2 separate regions of the Gossypium arboreum genome follow, and region 1 is linked to region 2. The links are chromatin contacts, called in public Hi-C maps. All regions are on one chromosome and are shown on one strand. The core of a region is the stretch at or near the end of the contact, and the rest is flanking DNA. Distances in the headings are between cores, read along the strand shown. Region 1 has its middle 23 kb from the start of LOC128290502. Region 2 holds the start of LOC108475846.

What was found. Hi-C and Micro-C count contacts between places; a contact is called where the count stands out from the background.
Region 1: a contact with region 2 is called in a Hi-C map of leaf, with 1.7 times the contacts expected there. The contact joins the enhancer-like site here to the promoter of LOC108475846 in region 2.

Annotation. Positions count from the first base shown.
Region 1 is chr3:6,726,107-6,730,768 of ASM2569848v2, reverse strand. No RefSeq gene overlaps it. Among protein-coding and RNA genes, the nearest start is that of LOC128290502, 23 kb to the right of the region's middle. Within about 2 kb of position 1,333, at least 2 of the 2 cell types and tissues checked have an H3K27ac peak or open chromatin away from gene starts, as enhancers often do. A contact at or near this core is called in leaf, where this site is marked.
Region 2 is chr3:6,684,066-6,688,873 of ASM2569848v2, reverse strand. It overlaps LOC108475846, which reads left to right and starts at 2,093. Exons shown (of 2, transcript XM_017777819.2): 1 at 2,093-2,847; 2 at 2,959-3,572. The coding sequence starts at 2,566. The coding sequence ends at 3,438.

The sequences.
Region 1 (4,662 bases), core at 84-2,583, 43 kb before region 2:
ATAAACTAAATCTATAAGAATAAATGTAGGATTTGACCATAAATTTAATGTAGAAAAGATTTTTTTATAATTTGTTTTCATTCCTAATATTACATATAATTGAATTGTAACATCACAAGGCTCACCTTTTTATGTGTGAGGAAAAGTTTAAAGAGGCGAAAATTACCTCTTTCCAAGCCCCCAAATTTTAAACAAGTTTAATGATGATATTGGCAAATCAGTTACCTAATGATATTGGTCTGATTGGGCTATGCCTATAATCTACTTCCTACTGTTTCTCTTAAAACAAATAATGAGTTGTTATATTTTTTCAGTGTTTAAATTTATATTATTTGTAAAGCGATTTAAAATAAATGAAAAAATTAATATTTGTTAATTTTATTGACGTACACGTAAATTATTATATTAATAATAAATTATTTTTAAAATTTTTAAATTTTAAAAATTAATTAAGTACTAATATGACATGCACATAATCTATCATATGGTTTGACAAACAATATTAATTCAAATGTTAAAAGAAATAAAAATTAAATAAAACTAAAATAATCTTTTCTTATAAATTTGGAAATCACACTATATACGTATATATTATGTCCAAAGAGAGCTGCCCAAATAAATGTCTACCACTATTTGCTTCTTTGCAAATTTGAACTCAAGTGAATTTTATGGGTGAACCACTTTTAGCCATCAAGTCAAACACGAGAGTTCAATGTAACTAGTTTTTATATTATGGCAAGATAGATATTTTTATAAGGAACAAATTTATGATAATTTATTGAGGATAAACTACTTCAATACTTCCTAAACTTTGTTTAGAATCACGATTTTGTTACTCAACTTTTAAAAATTAAGTAATAGTCATTAATGTTATTTAATTATTTTATTTTAGTCATTCTCCTATTAACTTTTTTAAAAAATATGGGACATATTACTTTAAAGAATTAATAGCTAGTTTTAAAATATTATTTTGATATTTTAAAATCTTTCTTGACAATAATTCTTTAAAAACTACTAAAAATTCCAAATATATCTAACATTTATAATTAATTTCCAAAATAAAAGGCCCATCATCTACTTCTTTTCCTTCTCGTCCTAGCAGTCGCCTCTGCCATTACTGGCCCAACAATCGCCCGGTTCTCTGTGGACCATAAATTTGATGCCGTTGACCAAATACTCACTCTCTCCCTCATTCACGACTCACTTCACCACCCCCTTGCCTCCTTTACTCAAACCCTCGACACATCATTCCTCTCCATCACAAACACTCTTCCACTCTCTCGACTTCATCATCACCTTAAACTGTCTCCTTTTGCCATCACCATTGGAGCATTTGTTTAAGCTCCATAAACCACTGCCAACACTGCCTTCTCCATAGCTACACAACTCCCTCACTTTTGTTTCTCTCAATTGAACCAGTTATTATCAATCTCACCAAGGCTCACCACTCACCACCATTTAGCAAAAAAAAAAAAAAAACCATCATTTTCATCACTATATTACCGAATCTACCCATAACACAAACCTATCCCCATAGACCTCCGCAACCCACAATAACTAAATAATAATAATAATAATAATAATAATAATAATAATAGAACATCCAATATAATAAATGAGAGTAGGGGTGAGTATCTGATCAAGTCGAATTGAGTAAAAAAAATTCTAAGTTAGTCAAGTTGATGAATCCTATTTTAGCAACCAAACTCAATTTGAAATTTTTTCGAATTGAATCGAATCGAGTCAAAAATTTTTGAGTCGAGTTAGCGAATCCTATTATTTATGTTCAATGTTGCGTCTACATGAACCAATTATTTAACTAGTAGACGAAATACAAGATTATTTAACTACATAAACAATATAATGGGTTTGCCTTTTAACTTAATAGTTTTGTCTTTTAACTTTAGAAAAAGTAAACATTTATCAAAACGACGTAATTTTAACTTTTCTTATTTGGATTGTTGGATAACTTGAATTGTGTAATTCATATTCGAGTTAAACCGAAAAATTTAATTTTTTATTCTATTTGATCTGTATAACTTGATTAACTCGAACTATTTAATTCAAAATTTAAATTTTTATCGAATTATTCGAATCAAATCGAATTTTGCTCTCCCTTTAATGAGAGGAATTTGAAAAATGAAAAACTAAAGAACTAAAAAGGAGAAAATCCATTTCGGGTCATGTTACATGTGAGTAGGAAACGCTGTCATTTAGGAATTAAATAGGACTTGTAAAACATTGTTGTTCTTTTTACAGAACTAAAAGAATTTCATCATATCTTACAATAGAGACAGAGATTTAGACTCAAATCATACAAGACATTCTTGATAGTTCACAGTATGTAGATCAAACAAAGTATGCCATACAAACAATCATACATAATCTCTTGTTTACTGTCCTGGAAGGCTTCATGGGACACATTAGAGGCAAACAAACGTTATACCGAATGTGCCAAAAATCCTTATTACAGAATACGCTCTAAAGCAATCTAATAAGAGTACGACATAAAGGTGATTCATTTAGAGTACACTACAAAGGCTCACGGGATGTTACATAGGCATCCCAAAACTATTGTGTTTGTGATATGGATTTGCCTAAATGTGAGGTTTGCTCGTCACCGCCTTGGGACACGTAGAGAACCCCATTAGATAAAATGTCATTCAACAATTCTTTTTTTTCTTCAGAGTATGCCATGGCCATTGACTTTTTTCCTTCAGAGTTTCATATCAGAGTTCGTCTTTAGACGAACTTCTTTATTTACCCGCAGTGACTCGACACACATTACAAACTCTACGAACCAGACACATCCCAAACTTAAAATTTCATAATTTCATAACACTCTTCATACATCCCATATAACTTATTTTCAAGCAGACTAACTTATATCTTATTTAATCATAACTTTATTCTTATAGCTGTATAAGTATCATATTCATACTACACTATCCATGATTTTCAGATTCCAATTTGATTACTTTCCTATAGTTTTACTTCAGTATGAACAGTACACATACAAGATTCAGAGTAGAGACTCACTTGATCCTCACCTATTCTAGTTAATAACCTCAATACGATGTCAGCTTGTGTGAGCAAATTCGTTAAAATGCCAGCTTGTGTGAGCAAAATATTCTTGTGCATCCAAGTCCGTTTTACTATAATTCCTTCGAGAGAGATTTTTAATCTAATGGAAATGAAAACTTGAAATGATTGAGAAATATATTGCATATCTATTTAATTTGAGATGTGTTAGCTTAAGGTACTTGTTATGCAAATTGACTAAACTATTTAGTTGTATATGATGATATGTATTTGTTGCATCAATGTATGTCAAGGAAAGTCATATTTAATTCCAATGTGATTAATAATTTAACTTGTTGAATTGAATAAGGTAAGTAATATAAATTTCATATGAATTTATTAAGCATTTTATATATTTACCTAGTTGTTTTCCTTTTTCTTTATAGACTGTTACTTTGCGGAACACGTCAAGCCAAATCCTTTTTGAAGCTCACACCATCCTATCACCGAGTCAATATCTTTTTTATCATTTTGAGCTAGGATTATGGGATGTGTAAGGGCCCAATTCTGTCCGGACCCAAACAAACCAAACCAAATAAAAATAAAATAATTACAAGTCTAATTACAAAAGAGGCCTAAATAACCCAAAATAAATTAAAACCCTAATGGCCCAAATGGCCCAAAAACTAAATTGTTTTCAGCAAAAAAAAAAAAGAAGAAGCCCTAGTCGTACGTCTGCACTACGTTGCCTCTCCGCGTGCGAACTGACACCCTTTTGCCACCACCACCATTAGCCACTCCGCTGCCACTTTCAGCTGAAAAGAAGAACAGACACGCAACGCAGTAGAAACAACAAAGAAAAAACAAAAAAGTAGTAACAAACAGTTTTGTAATTCGGCTATAAAAAGGTCATAATAGCTACCATGTAATTTTTTACACACATAAAAGATTAATCAAAAAACTGAATTCAAAGTTCCAAAAGGTGATTTTTTTTTAATTTTAGTTTCTTACGAATTTATTTGATAAATAAAATATAAAAACAAAGAGTAAAAAGGGTTGGAGCTTGCCTGCCTCTTCATATCACGCCACCATCGACGGTTTCCTCCGTTCACGAAAGCCATAGAAGCCCTTTAGGGTTTCGTTTGGGCTTCGAATAAAGGTATATGAGAGGTCGAGAGGCAGAGAAGGGCGTCGGCCAGATATTTTTCTTTTTCTTTTTGGCTTTCGCCTTTAGATCTAGATCTAGGTTCAAAAAGGGCAAAAAAGGGGGTTATTTTCGGTACTTTTTGGCCACCGGGAATGGTAAAGCCCGTCACCGGTAGCCGGTGACCGCCGTGAGACTCGCCAGAACCCTAGGCCTAAAAGGGAGAGGGTGAGAGAGCAAAGAGAGGGCTCTTAAAATTTTTTTTTAAAGAAAGGGTGCAGAATGAAATTTTTTTAAAAAAAATCAGCTTTTATAAGTCCTATAAAACGACGTCGTTTTAGGGCTAATTCCTATAGCCCCAAAACGGTGTCATTTTGGCCTTTGACCAGCGTCCGACCTGACTCGAGAGCTAGGATCCGCGTGTTTTTTAAAACATGGACTATTTGCGCTTATGACCCTTTTGCTTTTTTGACGATTTACAATATGGTCCTATTTTT
Region 2 (4,808 bases), core at 844-3,343:
TGACGTCATGATGTCGGTCCTGAACTTTTAAAACATTGCATTTTGGTCATATTTCAAGTTTGGATTGACAAAAGAGCTTTCGTAAGCTCGATTAAGACTTGCTTTTGATTGTTTAACCATTAATGAATATGATTGTCACTTAATTGCATGTGTGAATGAACATTTACTATGAATTTGATAGTAGTTGCTCCAACAATGAATATGGCATCCTGTAGCTCAGACTCGGCGACCGGGACGAATCAGGGGTGTTACAGAGGCAAACATGATATTAAGCTTCAACGTAATTTCCTTATCATATTATAAACATACCAACTTCATACAATAATAGAGCTAGTTTTTCGATACAAGATAATACATTTCGTACATAAACTTTAATTACATAAACCCATAACCCTATGTGCCTCCATCCTTTTTTGGTTTAATCTTCTTACAACGCTTAGGAATGGAGTTGATAAAACCATTTGAAAATCCACCTATATCTAAATTGCTTATCCAGGGAAAATAAGGAGGATTTGGATTTCTCCTACGAATATGGTTATCCGTAATCAACTAGGAAGTTCTCTTTCCACTATCTTTTGCGATGCCCTTCAAAAAATCTTTGATTAAGATCTCATACTATTTTGTTCTATTTTTCTTTTTGGAAGATACCTTCAACCACATACTATCCAAGCTAACTTTATGTTTAGCATATATAAATATTTCTCTTAGAAAACGGTATTTCTAAACTTCCCACCTAAACCCAGTATAACATGACCAAATTAACTCCTGCATAATGAGGTTTACAACAATTATGTGGGCAACAACGTAGCCGTTGTTCGAGTTCATGCTGTACTTTTTTTAATTTTCTACAAAAATTCCAACAACTTTTCATTGTTGTTCAATTCTTATATTTTTCACAGTTCAAATAATCCTGACTATTTTTCTCTGCACAAAACGTTTATATAGCATTGTATTTATTACAATATATACCCTAGCCCTAATCCATCTAACCATTTTCAACTAATCATATTTGATAAATTCTAAACTCTACTATATCATGTCACAAAAAAATTCACAAAATATCATTTTATTCTATTCGTAAACCGTAAAACCATAATATAATTGCATTATAAAGTTTTCTTATGTTTTTTCTCGAGCTTGCCTCTTCTAACTTCGATTTTAAAAAAATTACTTCAATTAATACAATGATAACCCACTAATTACGTACAACATTTACAATTTTAATATTATTTAGGTATATTAAATTTTTTTTCTATATTATTCTGGAAAAAGGCAAAATAACATTTATAATTTTCAATAGTTTTTACTTTAATAATTTCTTTTTGCTGGAAAATAATAAAACATTTATAATCCATATATCATTTACAATTTCTTATATTTTCTACGTACTTATCTTCTGATTACTAAAAATATTAAAAATATTTACAATTTAAATATATGTATAATAATTAATTAATTTTTAACAAATTTAATAACAATCTAACAAATAGAAAATTTTCAACTTTATTAACTCCTTATTTTTCTCTCTCTTAACTCTCTGATTTTTCTTCTCCCCACAATATTAGTTTTTTTTTTTTTTTCCTTTTTGCTTTTAAGCAATTTGTTTCAAAAAAATTTAAGGTTTTTAAACACTCTTCTATATGGTAGATTCAAGATTCTCAACCTTTAATCATGTCAAATAATAGGTAGCAGAGCTTCGTTGCTGTCTAAGAAGCCCAAATCGACAATGAATCTCTGCTACACCTACACTAGCATGACAAGCTATTAGAGCCCCAAATTGATATGTCAACAGCCAATTTTAAGGTTCCGAAATTTTTTGTTCGTTTCAAACATATGAGATGCTCAATTTCAACCTAAAATTATCAACCATCATGCCGATTTGGGATATCTATACATCTCTCATATTATTTTAATAAAAATACATATTATTCCATTAAATGTCTATTTTTATTATTCCGAAAAAACTTTAAAAATCATTCTAAATCAATTTAATTTTTTATAGCGATGTTCTGATAATACATGAGGTAAAATAAATTCTGAATTCTAGTTTTTCATTATCTGTCCACCAAAAACAGTTTGTCTTTTTAAATAAGATCAGCACTGAATTGGTGGACGGCTATTCGGACCTCTTCTTCTCGAGTTCACCAACCAAGCCATAATTGCAATCTTTCTTTTTTCAACCAACAAAACACCAAAGCCCCGATTCAAAATAATATCCTTTCACCTGTCCCTTACGGGCAGATGCCCTCAAAGTTGCTTTATCCCATCCAACCCTAATCCCCTCAACCCTTTTTCACTGCCAACTACTCCTTATATATATGCACATAATGCCCCACTAATCACGTCTTAGTCTGGTTATTGGAAATACCTCTTTTTTTTTCAGGTATAAAGCCGGCTGTTTTTCCAGACCAACAAAACACACTTTTCCTTGTTTCGTTTCAGTTTTTTTTTTTTGGCTTCATTTCTTCCCTTGTTTAGACCGAAAATCGAAGCATTCCACTGGTTAATTAAAGTTCTTTACCAGCGGCTGAGCTCCAAGTGTCAGTTACAATAAGAAGGAAATTAATGAAGAACGTTTCGAGGAACAAGTTTTTGCTCTGTTTTAGACCCGTAGTTGATATGGACTTGATGCTTGACCCCAAAGCAGTCGTGGTTGATCCTTCCCAAAATCGTCGGGCCTTAACGTATCTCACCGTCAAAAACAAGGCAGATATTATGAAGCCTTCAACCACTCAGTCTTCGTCTTCTTCTTCAGTTTCTGATACAGAGAATTCAATCATGGTTCATCGTCCCGGGAAGAAAAGATTTTCCCATGTCATCAAAGCTGTTGTATTCGAGATCTTATTGGTAAGTTCTTTCCTTCTTTCCTTTGTTCTTCATCCTTTTTTTTTTTTTTTGTGATGAAGTGATTAACCGCCTGTCATCATCACTAATCGATATATCTTATCTTATCAACAGGCTAAGAGGGTTAAAGATAGAAAAGGTATCCCATTAAGCAGCCATGGTAAGTTGTTGGATACAAGTGCTGATGAATCAGTAAACAAGGTTTCAGCCGCCGAGGGAGTTCAAGGTACTGTTTCAAAGCCTAACTCAGTCCCAAATTCAACGCAAAAAACAAGCAAACATCAAGAACCAGAGATGAAGCCGAAACAAGAAGGAATCCAGAAGAGTTGTTCAAGTTCAAGTTTAAGCAATGCCATATTTATGCTTGTTATTAGTCTGGTAGTGACCATATTCTGGGGCAAAATTTGTGCAATACTTCTTACATCAATTTGGCTGTACTTTCTCCCTCACCACCAACAGCCTGCAGGAGTTATTGAGAACCTGGAAAGCATTACAAAAAGCTCGGAAAAGAAGTCAAAAGATTATTACAGAAAGAAGGTCATAATGGAAGGGTTACTTCAAAGGAAACAAAGCAAAGGGGCATTCAATTTTTGACATTAAAATTTTCTGTTCGCAACAGACAAAATACACAAGCATCAGTTTCTTCTTTCTTGTGCAGTAAATTTTTTTTCTTTTTATTTGGGGAAGATTTCAGAGCATTCATTATTTATTAAATTCTTTCATTCCAATTCCCCTGTTCTTTTTTTTTTTTTTTTGGGGGACGAAATATATGGTTAGATATTGAAAGCAATACAAACAAAATCTCAAAAGATTTGTTATCATTAGAAAAAAAAAAAAACAAACCCAATCCCGTTTCAGCTTGCTGCTTGTTGACTCATTAAGGATTAAATACAATACGTGGGCTGGGAACTGAATTTCTGCAATGCGTATACTGTATGGTTTTGTTGTACTTGATGTACCTTAAGCTCAAGTTACTCAGACCCACAACTTTAAAAATGATCAGATGTTAAAGAATTTAACTAAAAGTGATCCAACTCCACAATTACTAAAGAAAACTCTACATCAAATTGGATACCATGAAAATATATTTGGATATACTGAATTTTTAGTCAAAAAAGATTCGTGTAATTAAGAAGAAAATTGCAGGGAAAAAAGGAGAAGAGAACCTGATCCTAAGTGAAATTCGCTTCAATAAGATTGAATTGCATGTTTTTCACCTGTTTTGTTTGTTAACTATTGACTGGGAGTATCCTAGTATTGTCTAATTTTAACTTTAATACCAACATGCTAATAGTATTTCTACTTTAAAAGGGATAAGGTGACATTTAGTATCTAACCTTGACAAATTTTCTTAATTTTGATTTATGTAATGATGTGACACTCTGGTCGTATAAAAATTATATATATATTTTTAAAAAAATTAGATGATAACATGACACAATATTAAAGGAGGATACCTTATTTTATCCCTCTTTGTTTATCCAGACCTCAGAAGCATTGAATCTGGTATTAAAAGAACGACATTTAAGCAGGAGTTAATTATTGATAAATCGCTGATCTTCAATTATTCACCAAATTTTCTTTGCTAATCTAGACGTGGAATATTATTTTGCTTGGGTTAGTGGGCATGCATGCATGCTGCCAAACATCAAACACATCAACTTTCGTTCCCATAATATAACTGGTAGGAATTTATAGGAAGTTGTCTGCCTTTTATAGTTTTAATTACATTTCATAATTTTGAAGTCCATATGATTTATTCATCACATAAATGAAATAAAATAAACTATAATAATTAAAGTATGATATAGAATATCATATAATACAAGTCGTTTGAATCTCAAATCATTTAAATTACATATATTACATATATGAGAGTGTATAATGACACTTTAAAGATGGAAGGGATGAATGAAGTTAAATATGATTTAAAAAATATTCATATTTATATAATTAAAAAATCA